3 separate regions of the Mus musculus genome follow, and regions 1 and 3 are each linked to region 2. A link is a contact called in public Hi-C and promoter capture Hi-C data. All regions are on one chromosome and are shown on one strand. Each heading gives the region's core, a stretch centred on a gene start, on an enhancer-like site or on the middle of the called end of the contact. The rest is flanking DNA. Distances are from core to core; before and after follow the strand shown.

Evidence for each region. Promoter capture Hi-C pulls out the DNA fragments that hold promoters and counts their contacts. A called contact is a pair of places that touch in the nucleus more often than the background predicts.
Region 1: a promoter capture Hi-C map of pre-B cells shows a contact between it and region 2. The contact joins the promoter of Fam160a2 here to the promoter of Eif3f in region 2. A contact is called at or near these places in 2 of 39 promoter capture datasets (cranial neural crest and pre-B cells), 1 of 484 Hi-C or Micro-C datasets (pre-B cells) and 1 of 9 other capture datasets (liver).
Region 3: a Hi-C map of CD8 T cells shows a contact between it and region 2, with 8 times the contacts expected there. The contact joins the promoter of Trim3 here to the promoter of Eif3f in region 2. A contact is called at or near these places in 3 of 39 promoter capture datasets (cranial neural crest, frontonasal cranial neural crest and pre-B cells) and 4 of 484 Hi-C or Micro-C datasets (CD4 T cells and CD8 T cells).

What each region holds. Positions count from the first base shown.
Region 1 is chr7:105,398,204-105,402,098 of GRCm38.p6, forward strand. Fam160a2 (family with sequence similarity 160, member A2) reads right to left here and starts at 1,851. Exons shown (of 12, transcript NM_199009.3): 1 at 1,681-1,851. It also overlaps a transcript of Cnga4 not described here.
Region 2 is chr7:108,931,733-108,936,110 of GRCm38.p6, forward strand. It overlaps Eif3f (eukaryotic translation initiation factor 3, subunit F), which reads left to right and starts at 2,683. Exons shown (of 8, transcript NM_025344.2): 1 at 2,683-3,075. The coding sequence starts at 2,700.
Region 3 is chr7:105,631,548-105,635,902 of GRCm38.p6, forward strand. Trim3 (tripartite motif-containing 3) reads right to left here and starts at 2,024. Exons shown (of 12, transcript NM_001285870.1): 1 at 1,830-2,024. Arfip2 (ADP-ribosylation factor interacting protein 2) reads right to left here. Exons shown (of 8, transcript NM_029802.4): 8 at 2,654-4,355.

The DNA.
Region 1 (3,895 bases), core at 601-3,100, 3.5 Mb before region 2:
AAAAGAACAATAATATTAGAATAAGTTACCCCTGCCCCTCTTTTGGCAGTGTTGGGATCAAACTTATAGTTTTGAATATGGAAGGGCACTCTCCCACTGAGCCACTCCCCCAGGATATAACTTTATTTTTAGTTCTTTCATCCTGTCTTATACAGATGAACGCTACCATGGACTGGATCCACAGGTCAGTGTTTGGGAACCACTACTACAACCTGTTATGCTTGTCGGTCCTCAAAAGTTCTGATTATCTGGCCAGACATATCATTATGAAGAAGGCCTCTTTGGTCTCCAGAGAGAAGAAAATATACCACAAGATAAAATAACTAGCTCTGAAGCTGAGATTCTTTAACAGAATATAAACTGAGGCTGCCTCAAATTCTCTAGGGATAGTCTTCATAGAAAGACCTAAATACTGTTATGGTTAAAGGAGGTTCAAGACACCTCAACTACATAGCCGACTGTCAGATCAGAGAGAAGATCCAGAGAATGGATCATATCACTAGTGAGACTAACTTCCCCAAATTCATGTCTGTGTGGATAAGGAGATGGACTTATAAAATACAAATAAAATGAACTTAATTATAGGATACAGAGGGAAATATGAGCTGTAAAATAGAGAAAACTTTTCAGGTGGTCTAAGTGTTTGGCATCTTGATTTCACAAATATGCACATATGTCAAAACATGTACACTTAAAGTATAAGCATTTACTGTACAAAAATTTGCTTCCACAAAGTCATGGGTTTTTTGTTCCTGCTTTTCAAACTCCTAAGAAGAGCAAACCTAAACACAGTGCTGCATATAACAAGCCATGTGACTTCCATGAAAGCAACTGCTCGTCCAATACAGATGACAGCAACAGGGAAGGAGGAATGTAGTAAGGGTGCCCAGAAGCAGGCAGAGAGAAAATATGGGTAGTTCTCTCTCTCCACCTCTCAAAACACAAAAACAAACTTCCTGATGGCCTCATTTTAAAGTCTGCCTTACAAAAGCAGAACCTGAGGAAACTGTGGTTCCATTATTACTCTGTAGATGACTAAACCTCAAACATTTTCCTTATCACAGTTACTGTTGCTTATGATGCTGTTTTGTGTGTGGTGTTTGGGGTTTGTTATTGTGGTTCTGGGGTTTTTTTTTTTTTCCTCCTCTCTCACTCTCTAACATATCTATGGGCACAGGGCGGCCAAGTGCACAACACTTGCGCCTGTACTTTACTTGATCGTAAACTATTGCTCTCCCTGGACAGGGCATCCAAGGAGGCCCCACAACCAACCTCAGCTCTCATGCAAGTCTCATAACCCTCAAGCCCCTTTCCTCCTCTGCCCTGCTTTCAACTGCTACACCAAGGCACAGCCATCCCCCGCTGGTTCCCGCCTTGGCCTTTAACGCTCCCCATCCCCGCACAGGCCTTACCCCCTCAACTCTTGTCCCAGGACGTCCCTCACCTTTCCAAGCTCAGCGAACCCACACCCTTTGCAAACGGTGGTTATGAGTTCCTTCAACTGGGCCCTTCGGAGCTGGGCCCAGGATCCCCTCCAGCGGGCTTCTTCCTGGTGCACAGCACCTAGGCTGTCCCCTGCCCCCCTACCTCAGATGTTCGCAGCCCCTCACCACCTGCCAACCCTTCACCCTGTCCCTTCAATTCCAAACCCGGTGCCGTCATCCCGAATCCCCTCGGCACCTTGCGCCTCTGCGCGCGCCGCGGCCCACGCGTCTCTTTCACTTGCACCACGCCGCCCTGCCCGGGCCTGTCGGCGGCCGGGCTAGGTGAGTTCAGGCCGCCGCCATCGCTCCTCAGGCGAACCAGCCGCGCCCCGCCCCGCGCCACACGCAGCCCGCGCCCCCGCGCACCTCACGCAACCGCCCAGTGACGCACGGCTGGGCAGCGGCGTGCCAGCTCATTGGTCCGGCCAGGCCCCAGCCAGAGCGTCGACGCCCGTTTCCTGGCAACGGCCGAGCGCAGGGGCGGGGTCTCCGTCCGCATTCCAAGAAAGGAGCGGCTCCACACTCTCAGGCCCCGCCCCCTCGACCCGCAGACTCCGCCCTTCTGAGGATTCTGGCGTTTTATAGGGGACGACTGAGAAGAGGCGGGGACAGAGGAGAGAAATTCGAACCGGAGGGCAGAAGGCTGCTCTAAGGGAGGGACAAGCTTCTGAGGCTAGGAAAGAGTAGGCTTTGGAAGGCACTGGGAGAGATAGAGGGCGAGGACGAGGGGGCGGGAACACAGGCCCTGGGCGGTGCTTATAGCGTCAAGTGGGCAGGGCTTTTCCTAAAGGATAGGCCAAGGGCCAGTCTGTGGGCAGGGCTGTAGAAAGCTCTCCTAGACCAGGCTGTTTGCTACCAAGCTAGTTTGTTTCCACCAGACTTATGCACGCCGGTTGGATTCTACCTTCCTACCCGTGAAGACCGCCTCTTCCTAGCTCTCCCGAAGCTTCCGTGACCTCGTAGAACGTGGAATAAGTTCCTACATGACAGCCTGGATTCCTGATCCGTTAGAACCTGTCTCAGTCTTAGGGCTGCGAAAGGAAAAGCGTCTAGAAGCAGCACTTAGCATGATCCCTGTTCATAGAGGATGAAAGAGCTGAGAGATGGCTTCAGGGAGAAATGCTGGCTGAAACAAGAGTGAGAAACACTAAGAGAATTAGCAGTTTCCGATAAAATCTGTAGTTGATTCTATCAGTGTTACCTGATTGTGATCATTCTGTGATTACATAATATGATGGATGACAGGGGGGCATGGGTAAGGAGTTTACAGCTTTGTGTGTTGTTTTTGTGACTTTTCTGTGATTCTAAAACTGGTTCAAATTAAAAGTATCCATAAAGAAGAAAGAAATAAAAATTTCACCCTAAAGAATTAGCTATCCCAAGGCAAGGCAGAATGGTCAAGACCCGGAGAACACCTGGAGCTGGGAGCATGCAAAGCAAAGATCAGATGAGAATGAAAACGGAATATATAATACTGCGGGACTAGTTGACCGTGTTAGTTTATATTATAGTCTTGGAATTTTATACATAGTCAGGTGGACAGGGCACCTTTGCAAATGGTCATTCAAAAGCAAAGCCCAAAATAGGATCAAAAGGATGTAGAAAAGGGAGTTTGTGGACACTGGGAAGGGTTTGAGACTTGGGTAAAGGGAAGGGAAAGGATTAAATATTGACATCCTGTATAAATTAAAAACCATCAAAGGGAACCAGAGAGATACCATCCTGGTTAAAGCACTGGCTGAGCAAACGTGACAGCCAGAGTTCAAATTCCCCAGAATCTACATAAATACCGGGTGGGTGTTGTGATCCACCGGGATCTGTCCTTGAAAGGTGACTCTGTTTTATTGAGAGAACCTGTCTCATTAAATCAGATGGAAGAACAAACAAGTGTGATTCCTTCCATCAGTCTCAGGCCTCCACAAGCACACACACACACACACACACACCACTCAAGGGCATACTCACAAATTTCCAGAGCTGAGGCATTGTTATGAGAGGTGGGAGTGACAGTGACTAGAAAGAAGAAGAGTGACTCCTCAAGCTTATAATAGTTCTGCTTCTTGAGCCAAGTACTGAGCTGGGTAAGTTCAATTTGTGAAAATATATCAAACTATAGATTTCTCTATTACTGTTGTTCCAGTGATAGTGGTAGTTACTATGTTGGCTGTATTAGTCAGCTGTCCATCACTGTTCCAAAATGAGATTAATAACAGAAAAAAAAAAAGTTTATCTTGATTCAGAAATTTCTGCCATGCTTGCCTTTGGAACAGTGGTGAGGAAGTAGATCATGCCACAGAGTATATGGCAGCGGAGGCTGTTTACCTCGTGCCATCCTAGAAGTAAAGGGTAAGATAGAAAAATGTTAGAACCCCAACATTCTCAAGGGCATACCTCATTGGCATGCTACCTGC
Region 2 (4,378 bases), core at 1,433-3,932:
GAGCACTGGCTACTCTTCCAGAGGTCCTGAGTTCAATTCCCAGCAGTCACATGGTGGCTCACAACCATCTGTAATGGGATCTCATGCCTTCTTCTGGTGCATCTGAAAACAGTGTACTCATGTACATTCAATAAATAAATAAATAAATAAATAATCTTTAAAGAGAGAGAGAGAATCGGTGGGAATATCCACCTGAGTACAAAGAATCTATGCCAACAAGAAAGCTTTTTAAAGGAGCTAAGGAGATAGTTCAGCAGGGAAGAGCACTTGCTATGCAAGCATGAGGACCTGAGTTATAATCCCAGCACCCACATAAATCCAGGAGTGGTAGCTCGTGAGCCTGCAACCCCAGCATTGTAGATGGTGAGACAGAGGATGCTGGGGTTTGCTGACTACCAGCCTAGCGCCAGGCTCAGTGAGAGACACAGTCTTAAGGGAATAGGGAAGAGGGTGATAGAGCAGGACACCCAATGTCCTTCATGTCTGGCACACACACACACACACACACACACACACACCTATGCATATAGTACACACACATGAAAACTTTAATAAAAGAAAAAGGATGCTGGACAGTGGTGGCACACACCTTTAATCCCAGCATTCAGGGAGGCAGAGCCAAGTGGATCTCTAAGTTCCAGGACAGTCAGGGCCACACAGAGAAACCTTGTTTTGAAAAGAGAAAGTAAAAAGAGCTTCCTACACTACTAACTCTGCGAAGCATCATGAGTTACCTCTGGCCTTCTGAATAAAACTAAAACATTGGTTCATGAGGTTTGAGCCTGCTGGCTTTCAATATCAAACCAATACCTCCAGCTTGCTGCCTGAAGATCATAAAACACTCATTTCCTTTATAAAAACAAACGTATTTTGAAGATTTTATTTTCTTAATTGTGTATGCATGTGTCTGTGACTGGGTATGTATGTACATGTGAGTGCAATGCCTGTGGAGGCCAGAAGAGGACATAGGTTTCTCTGGAACTAGAGTTGTGTGTAGCTGTGAGCCACCAACCAACCCTTCCCCTTGCTGGAACCTCAATGCAGATTTTCTGCAACAACAGAGAATCTCTGTGTGTCTCTCTGTCTCTCTCTCTCTCTGTGTCTCTGTGTGTGTGTGTGTGTGTGTGTGTGTGTGTGTGTGTGTGTGTGTTTCTCTCTCACTGAACTATCTTTCTACTGCCCAAATTTTTTTATAGCATAGGAGTCTTTTTAAAAAGATTTATCTGCCGGGCATGGTGGCGCACGCCTTTAATCCCAGCACTCGGGAGGCAGAGGCAGGCGGATTTCTGAGTTCGAGGCCAGCCTGGTCTACAAAGTGAGTTCCAGGACAGCCAGGGCTATACAGAGAAACCCTGTCTCAAAAAACCAAAAAATAAAAATAAAAAATGAAAATATTTATTTATCTATTACACACACACACACACTGTCCCTATCTTCAGACACACCAGAAGGAGGCATCAGATCCTATTACAAATGATTGTAAGCCACTGTGTAGTTGCTGGGAATTGAACTTAGGACCTTTGGAAGAGGTTATTGCAGAGAATCTGCGTTGAGGTTCTAGCAAGGGGAAGGGGTTGGTTGGTGGCTTACAGCTACTCACAACTCTAGTTGTGTTCCTAACCGCTGAGCCATCTCTCCAGTACCAGCATAGGAGTCTTCATAATTAGCTCCTGGCCCTGCTTAGAGATCTATCCTTTCTTTTGATAATGCCATTTAACCACCAAATTCTTTCTTTAAATGTACTAGTCTTGCTCTCATTCACCTTAAGCCCTCTACATGAACTGTTCACTCCACCAGAAGAGCTCTCCCTACAAAACCCCAAATAATAGTTGGCTGCCTGAATTCTTCAAGTTTCCACTCCAACTTGATACCCTCATTGTATCCTACTCTAACCCTTCATAATCTTTCATGCTCTCATAACCTCCACTGATCATTTCTTTCTCATAGCACAGTCAAATAGTAATAATAATTTACTGTGTATCGAAGCACTTTCTAACCTAATGTAGGATTTAGTCCTTTTCTCTCCCCCAAAGAGAATGCAACCCTTTGCTATTTAGTTCACTTATATACCCTAGCATATAAGAGAGAGTCTGGTGCATATTAAGCATTTAAATTGTTGAATGAATATGCCTCCCTAATGATGCCTTATGAAGCCATCACAAATAAAGCACTATTGGTCAGGCATGATGATTCCTGCCTATAGTCCTAGCATTCGGGAAGCAGAGGCAGGAAAGTTGAGGTAAGTTCCAGGCCAACCTAACCTATATGGCTAGGCGTGGAATGCAAAGTAGATCCTGAGTCCAAATTTTAATTCATTGATTAATAAGTTAAATGGATGTAACAGTGAATCCCCTGTAAGACTGATATTTAATATCCATTTAAGTCTTAAACAATTGCGACCTTTACACTACTCTGTGCCGCCACCTGGTGGCAACTGTGTAGATTGCTAGTTGCTTCCTCCCCATTCCCACCCCAGGAAGTCCTAAAGTTACTAGGAACTACTCTGGACTCCTACACACTGAGTGCGCATCGGACAGAAATTAAAGCGCACACCGCGCACTAAAACTTACAACTAGCCGGAAATTTCATGTCCAATAGTCATCAAGATATGATTCACGTGGTATAAATTTAGCCAATCAAATTTCTAATTCCTCCAACTCACGCTCTTCTGTTCTAGGCTCTCTCTCTTTCTCGGCAAGATGGCTTCTCCGGCCGTACCGGCTAATGTCCCTCCTGCCACTGCAGCCGCAGCCCCGGCGCCGGTCGTCACCGCAGCCCCGGCTTCAGCCCCGACCCCATCCACGCCAGCTCCGACACCGGCTGCGACTCCCGCTGCGTCCCCGGCGCCCGTCTCGTCTGATCCTGCTGTAGCTGCGCCTGCAGCCCCGGGCCAGACCCCAGCCTCCGCGCCAGCCCCAGCGCAGACGCCGGCGCCTTCGCAGCCCGGGCCCGCCCTCCCGGGGCCTTTCCCGGGCGGCCGCGTGGTCAGGCTACACCCCGTCATTTTGGCCTCGATCGTGGACAGCTACGAACGCCGCAACGAGGGAGCTGCCCGAGTTATTGGAACCCTGTTGGGTGAGTTCTGGGGAAATTAATGTTTTCTTCCTGTGCATCTTACTATTCCTCTCGTTCCATCGCCCCTGAACTCTTAGCCTGTTTCTCTTTTTGCACCTTCCTACTGTGGCTTGCCTTCCCGAGTGATCTGAATTCAGCCGAATTGCCGTTAAGCCACAGAAATGTGCAAGGAGTAGGTATAAGCTATTGCGTAGTTTGTGATACTTGATCTACATGTTATTTTATACTCCCAACAACGTGGTACTGAGAGGGCATGCTGCCAAAAATGAAAGCTCAAATGACAGCAAGTTCAAAGCCCTTGACCCGTTAAACAGAGTACCCACATGCCCTCTCTTATGCAGTGACCTACCACCACCCCAGCACAAACAGAAAGTGCCCACCACCCATGTTAGGGAAGAGGATGTGTCAGAAGCTTCCTCCAACTCAAATAAACCAGGTATATTTGTAACATATTCTGGATATATAATATCTAGCTTTCCTAAACTTTTCAGACAGGCACGTGTCCCAAGGTTTTCCTACATACTGGTTCATAAACCCTAGATATGCTCAGCTCCAAGTTCTACCCCCACCCCCAACCCCCACCTCACTCCTCTGATTTTTCATTTGGACACAGACTGTTGTTGTATTATGTGTCCGTCGCTAACCTTCAAGATGAAGAGAAGCCAACTATCTGAAGAGGTTGGCATCCCAGGCTTACGGGAGGGTGGCAGGAAGTGAAGCCCTCAGTGGTTTGGTCACCTGCCTGTGGGGCAGGACTCACAGGGAGCTGAGAAGACTCCTCCAGGCTGGTCTCTGCAGAGGCCCATGACCAGCACTCATTCCAGAGCCGAGGCAGGGGAAACTAGAGAACATGCCTGCTTTGTGGAAAGTAGTAGACCTGAGTTGGGCCTGGACAGCAGATTGAGGGCTGAAGCAGAGCACCTGCAAAGGGGAGGCAGAGAGAGGCAGAGAGTGGACGCAAGGAAATAGAGCTCGCAGGTCAAGGCGTGACAGAACTGCAGCATGAGAGGGGTTTGGGTGAGTTCTAGAGCTGCCGTTGTGCATACAAGAAGAAAGGACAGAGTGTGGCTTGGGCTTGGTATTCCTTGTGAGGTGCCCCTGAGTGTACCAGTGGGTTGGTCAAGTAGAAAATTGAGTAAGCAGGGCTGCCAGGGCGCTTCACTGCCTGCCCGTGCTTCACTTCCCAGAGCCCACATGATGGAAGGAGAAAACCTGCAGACGGTCCTCTGACTTCCATGGGCAAGCAGTTGCACATCCATAATTAATCAGTATAAAAGAAAGGCAAATTTTAACAGTACGTGTG
Region 3 (4,355 bases), core at 774-3,273, 3.3 Mb before region 2:
CTCAAGTTTAAAAAGTCAAGAGATGTATCCATTAGGGCTGGGGTCTCCATGACTCTACACTTGTGCATGCATTCACACACACACATATTGACAATAATAATCAAAGAAAACGAGGCCATCAACTTAAAGGTGAGCATGGGAAGGGTTAGTAGGAGCATAACTGGGAGAGGCTGGAGGGAGGGAAGGGGGGAGGCAAAGTGATGTAATTCCATTTTAATTCAAAACGTATTTCTTTAAGCCATGAAATTTAGGATCTAGTCCTGTCACTAACTCTACCACACAAGATAATATCTAAGCAACTTTTTACCCCATACCCATATTTGTAAAATGGGAGGAAGAGGATGGTCTTGTTTTCAAAAATCAAGGCTCCTTCAGACTGCAATGTGCCATGACTAGATCCTAATACAAACTACTTTGATGATTTGACTGCTAACTTCCATCACATGGTTAGGCATGTTAGAGAGTGCTCACAGGCGACCCCTCCTCTTGCTTTCCAAAATAAATGTTTTCTGAGATTGTCACCTTGGCATTCACTCTCAGGACTCTCCTCTATAGCAATCACATATCTTCTGAACAAAGGCGATACTATCCCACCTATGGTTCTTTTTTTTCTCAAGTTCCATGAGCAGAAATGCCACTGTCCCCTAAGCAGTTGAGCTGGTAACTACCATATAGAAAGTACTCAATAGATGCTGGTGACAGAAGAGTTATGTTTAAACTCTGCAGGTTCCTCTCAGCAAAGAGAAGCAAAATCAAAAGCAGAGACAAGACAAAGGAACAAAATTCCAAGGAGAGAGACCTCTATAACACAAGGTAGCTTCCCACAGTCTAAGCAGTTAAGAGGTAATATCACTGGAGGCATCCAAGCCGAGAGAGGCAGGGCACCTGTCAGGCCTGCCGCTCACATTCCCATTCTGCAGCAAACCAGACCCCTGCCTAGGAGATAGGCACTGATACGCTGCACAGTATGTCTGGAGACCTGGATAATCACTGCATCCACCCTGGAATCTCAGATCTTCCCTCTGGAGCAAGTCCTGGGTTTTAGCGGTCCGCATAGGACTCCCACACCAGGAACATGCACAGGGCCTGCCTTTTTTTTTTTTTTTTTTTTTTTTTTTGAAGTCAGAATGACCTCCCTGGGGTGCAGCCTGCCCTTCCAACCTGCAACCATCTGTCCCTGCAGATTTGTGGCCCAGGTTCTGAAACCAAGTGCAGGGGGAAGGAGGTGGAAACCAGGGAGGGGACAGGAGTCCTCCAGTCAGGGCCCAGGCTAAGGGAGAACTAGAGGGGTCCTTTCCTACAAGACACAGCCTCTGCAGGAAGCTTCCTGTCCAGCAAGCAGTGCCCGCAGTGGAGGAAGGATGTCCTCCATCCTGGCTGGTGGGCTTCTTGGTGCCTAAGGAGGACGGAGAAGGGAGCAGGGGTGGAGGAGTCTGCACTCAGGAGAAAGGAACCCTTTGGACGAGCGGGGCCACAAGATTCCAGAGTGCCAATCAGCAACCCCACCCACCCACCCCCAACACCATCGGCCGCAGCTTTCGGTACCCTCCGCCAACACAGAGACTCCCAAAACCCGCGCTCCTAAAATGAACCATCACCCATCCACCCGCGCCTCCCCCCACCACACAGCCCGCAAACACGGACCTCACGTGAGCAGCCACAGCCCAAAGAATCCCCCGCTGCTCTCACAGACACGGACACGCCTCACGTGGACAGAGACAGGAACAGCTTTTGAAAAGCATCCGCGCCCCCACCCAAAGACGCTCGGACCCACACACCGCCGCTAGCACCAGGACCCGCACCCCGATACACAGGTGGACCAGACGCACCCTTGGGGCCCGCGCGGCGCACTCACGGCGTGGGAGCAGGATGGGAGGGCAAGGCCCGGACTGCAGCCACTCGGAGCGGCCCGCAGCGCTGCCCCCGCTGCCAGCGCCCGTCCGCCCGGCCCTGCCCGCGGCGCCGCCCCACGTCCCGCGCCTCCGTCTGTCCCCGCGCCGGCGCCGCTGCCGCTGGACCCGTCGCACAGGCCGGAGGGAGGGGCCGGGGCGGGGCTGCGGACCGGTCGGGGGAGGGGGCGACTCCGGAGCCGAAGGCCCGCCCCAACCACGCCCCCACCTCTCAGACCACGCCCGCCAGCCCCTCCGCCCTTGCGGCTCTTGGCTCTCCCTCTGCGGTGCGGTTTGGAGCTGGCAAGCGGATCCCGGATCCTAGATCCTAGATCCGGGATCCTCGCCTGCTGCCTCTGGCTCACGAGGCCTAAGGGCGAGGGTGAGTAGCTGAGGTCTGATAGTGGCACTTGATGCCTTCAAGTAAAAGCAGCTAGAACCAGCTTTAGTACTCCGAGAGTCCGTTCCTGCTGCTTCTGGTCGCTCCTTCCTGGGCTTTCCCGGAGGCTCCTGTGAAATCTGCTAGTTTGGTTTCCACTGAGCAAGAGGGAGGGGGACCACCTGTACCTCAACCCAGAACTCTAGGAGAAGGGGTTTGCAGGCCAAGTGGGAGACTTCTTTTCGGTTTTAGGTTCCTCAGGTGCCGCCTGAGGAAATTTGGTTTAGACCATCCAGCGCGACTCCTTCCTTACACCAAAGACCCAGAGCAATTCTCAGAATCATTGCATTATGGAAAAACAGCCTAGGTACAATACAATAAAAACTGTACATTAACAGGGACTGAGTGTTTATTACGTGCCAGACAGAGCTAATCACTTTACATACATTATCTCATTTAATACGCATAACCGTAATCGGTAGCTGCTTTTATTAGCAGCTTTACAACGGAAGGAGCGGAGCGAGCTTATGTTCCCCAGGCATTAATCCTAATCAGCTAGAAAATGGTGGAGCCATGTTTGGGCTCTGCTTTCAGGTTCTGTCTCCAACCATTTGAAGATTCAATGCCCTTACAACAAAAATCCTCAGTGGCCCATAAAGTAGGGGGCTAATAAGAGAACCAGCACCTCTAATAATCAAGGCAGACAGCTGACTACATAAAGGCTAATTAAAGCCCCAGAAGCCTGGCTGGGGATTGCAGTTATCACTGACAAAGAGTCAAGTCAGAGTGGTGTGCACCCTGTGCTGTGGGAACCTGCTGACTGGGTTGGTCCCCTTTCTCCACCCTCTAGAGGGGACAGAATGCTGAAGAAGTCTGCAGTTGTCTTTGGACCTGTAGTTGACCGCACTCAAGCCCTGTCTAAAGTGCTGCTGGGAGTTTTCTTGTGATTTCTTATACAATTAAGGTTTGACTTCAACAAGAGCAGTGCAGGTTGCAGCAGGTGCGGTGAGAATGCCTTTATCTCTGCGGTAGCTACTCACTGGATGTGAAGGAGCTCAGGCAGGGTTCATGCTTAGAGTGACAAGCAAGGGTCACTAGGCTACCCAATAGTCCAGGAAGTATGTTCTCTACACTTCGCTTCTCCCGTGCTGCCAGACCTCTAAGAGGTTTCTTAGTTCCATTTCTCCAAAGATCAAGTCTGCCTCTTGTCTCTCACCCACTTAATTTTTCATTCTGGACTGAATTCTTATTCAGACTTTATGAGCATTGGCCTTTCTTCCTCAGCTGTTCGCTACTTACTTTTCAGATCTCAGCTTTTAAACTGGCATCGCCATCCCTACCTCAGTCTAAGCTAGATGCCCCTTATCTGGTGCTCCCACTGCATCTTGTATCCTAGCATTTCTCATTGTATTGTAGTTGCCTGGTTACTTGTCTCTATCCCCCACTAGGCCTTAAGCACTGTGAGCAGGGACTGCGTTTTATTCACTGATGTTTCCCCAGGGCCTAACGCAGTGCCTGGCAAATAAAAGCACTCAGTAAACATCGGCTGTATGATTGAATGCATGATGGTTAGCCGGCCCAACCCCCTCTGGACCCTATGCTCTTCAGACACATAGATTGCCTTGGTGCTAACGGGAAGAGAAAAATAAAGCGTTGGCTCTGAAAGTGAGGGGCATCAGGCCTTCGGCAGCTTCTCAAACTTAGCTGCAGCTCTTCTGAATTCATAGGAACTGAATGCAAGATTACTGGGCATTTCTTACCAATCCACCCTCCTCTAGTCCCCCACAAATTGACCTCACTGGGCCTGCTTTTATGAAAGGTTTATTCCTAGTGCTAGAACCCAGTCTTCTGGGGTTCTAAGCACAGTTCAACTGGGTGGGTGGATGAGGGGAGGGCCCATTCAGATGCAGGGCCACAAATGCAGCTCCCCATTATCCCCACCCCTTTGGTCCCAGTCCCCTTCTCTGCAATGGACACACATTGAGGAGGGAACAAAGGGTACTGGAGGCAACACTATTGGCCCAGAGGAGCCCAAGAAGAGCTGCCATTGGCTGACAGAACCTTTTGAGGTCCTGTCTTTGGTCAGG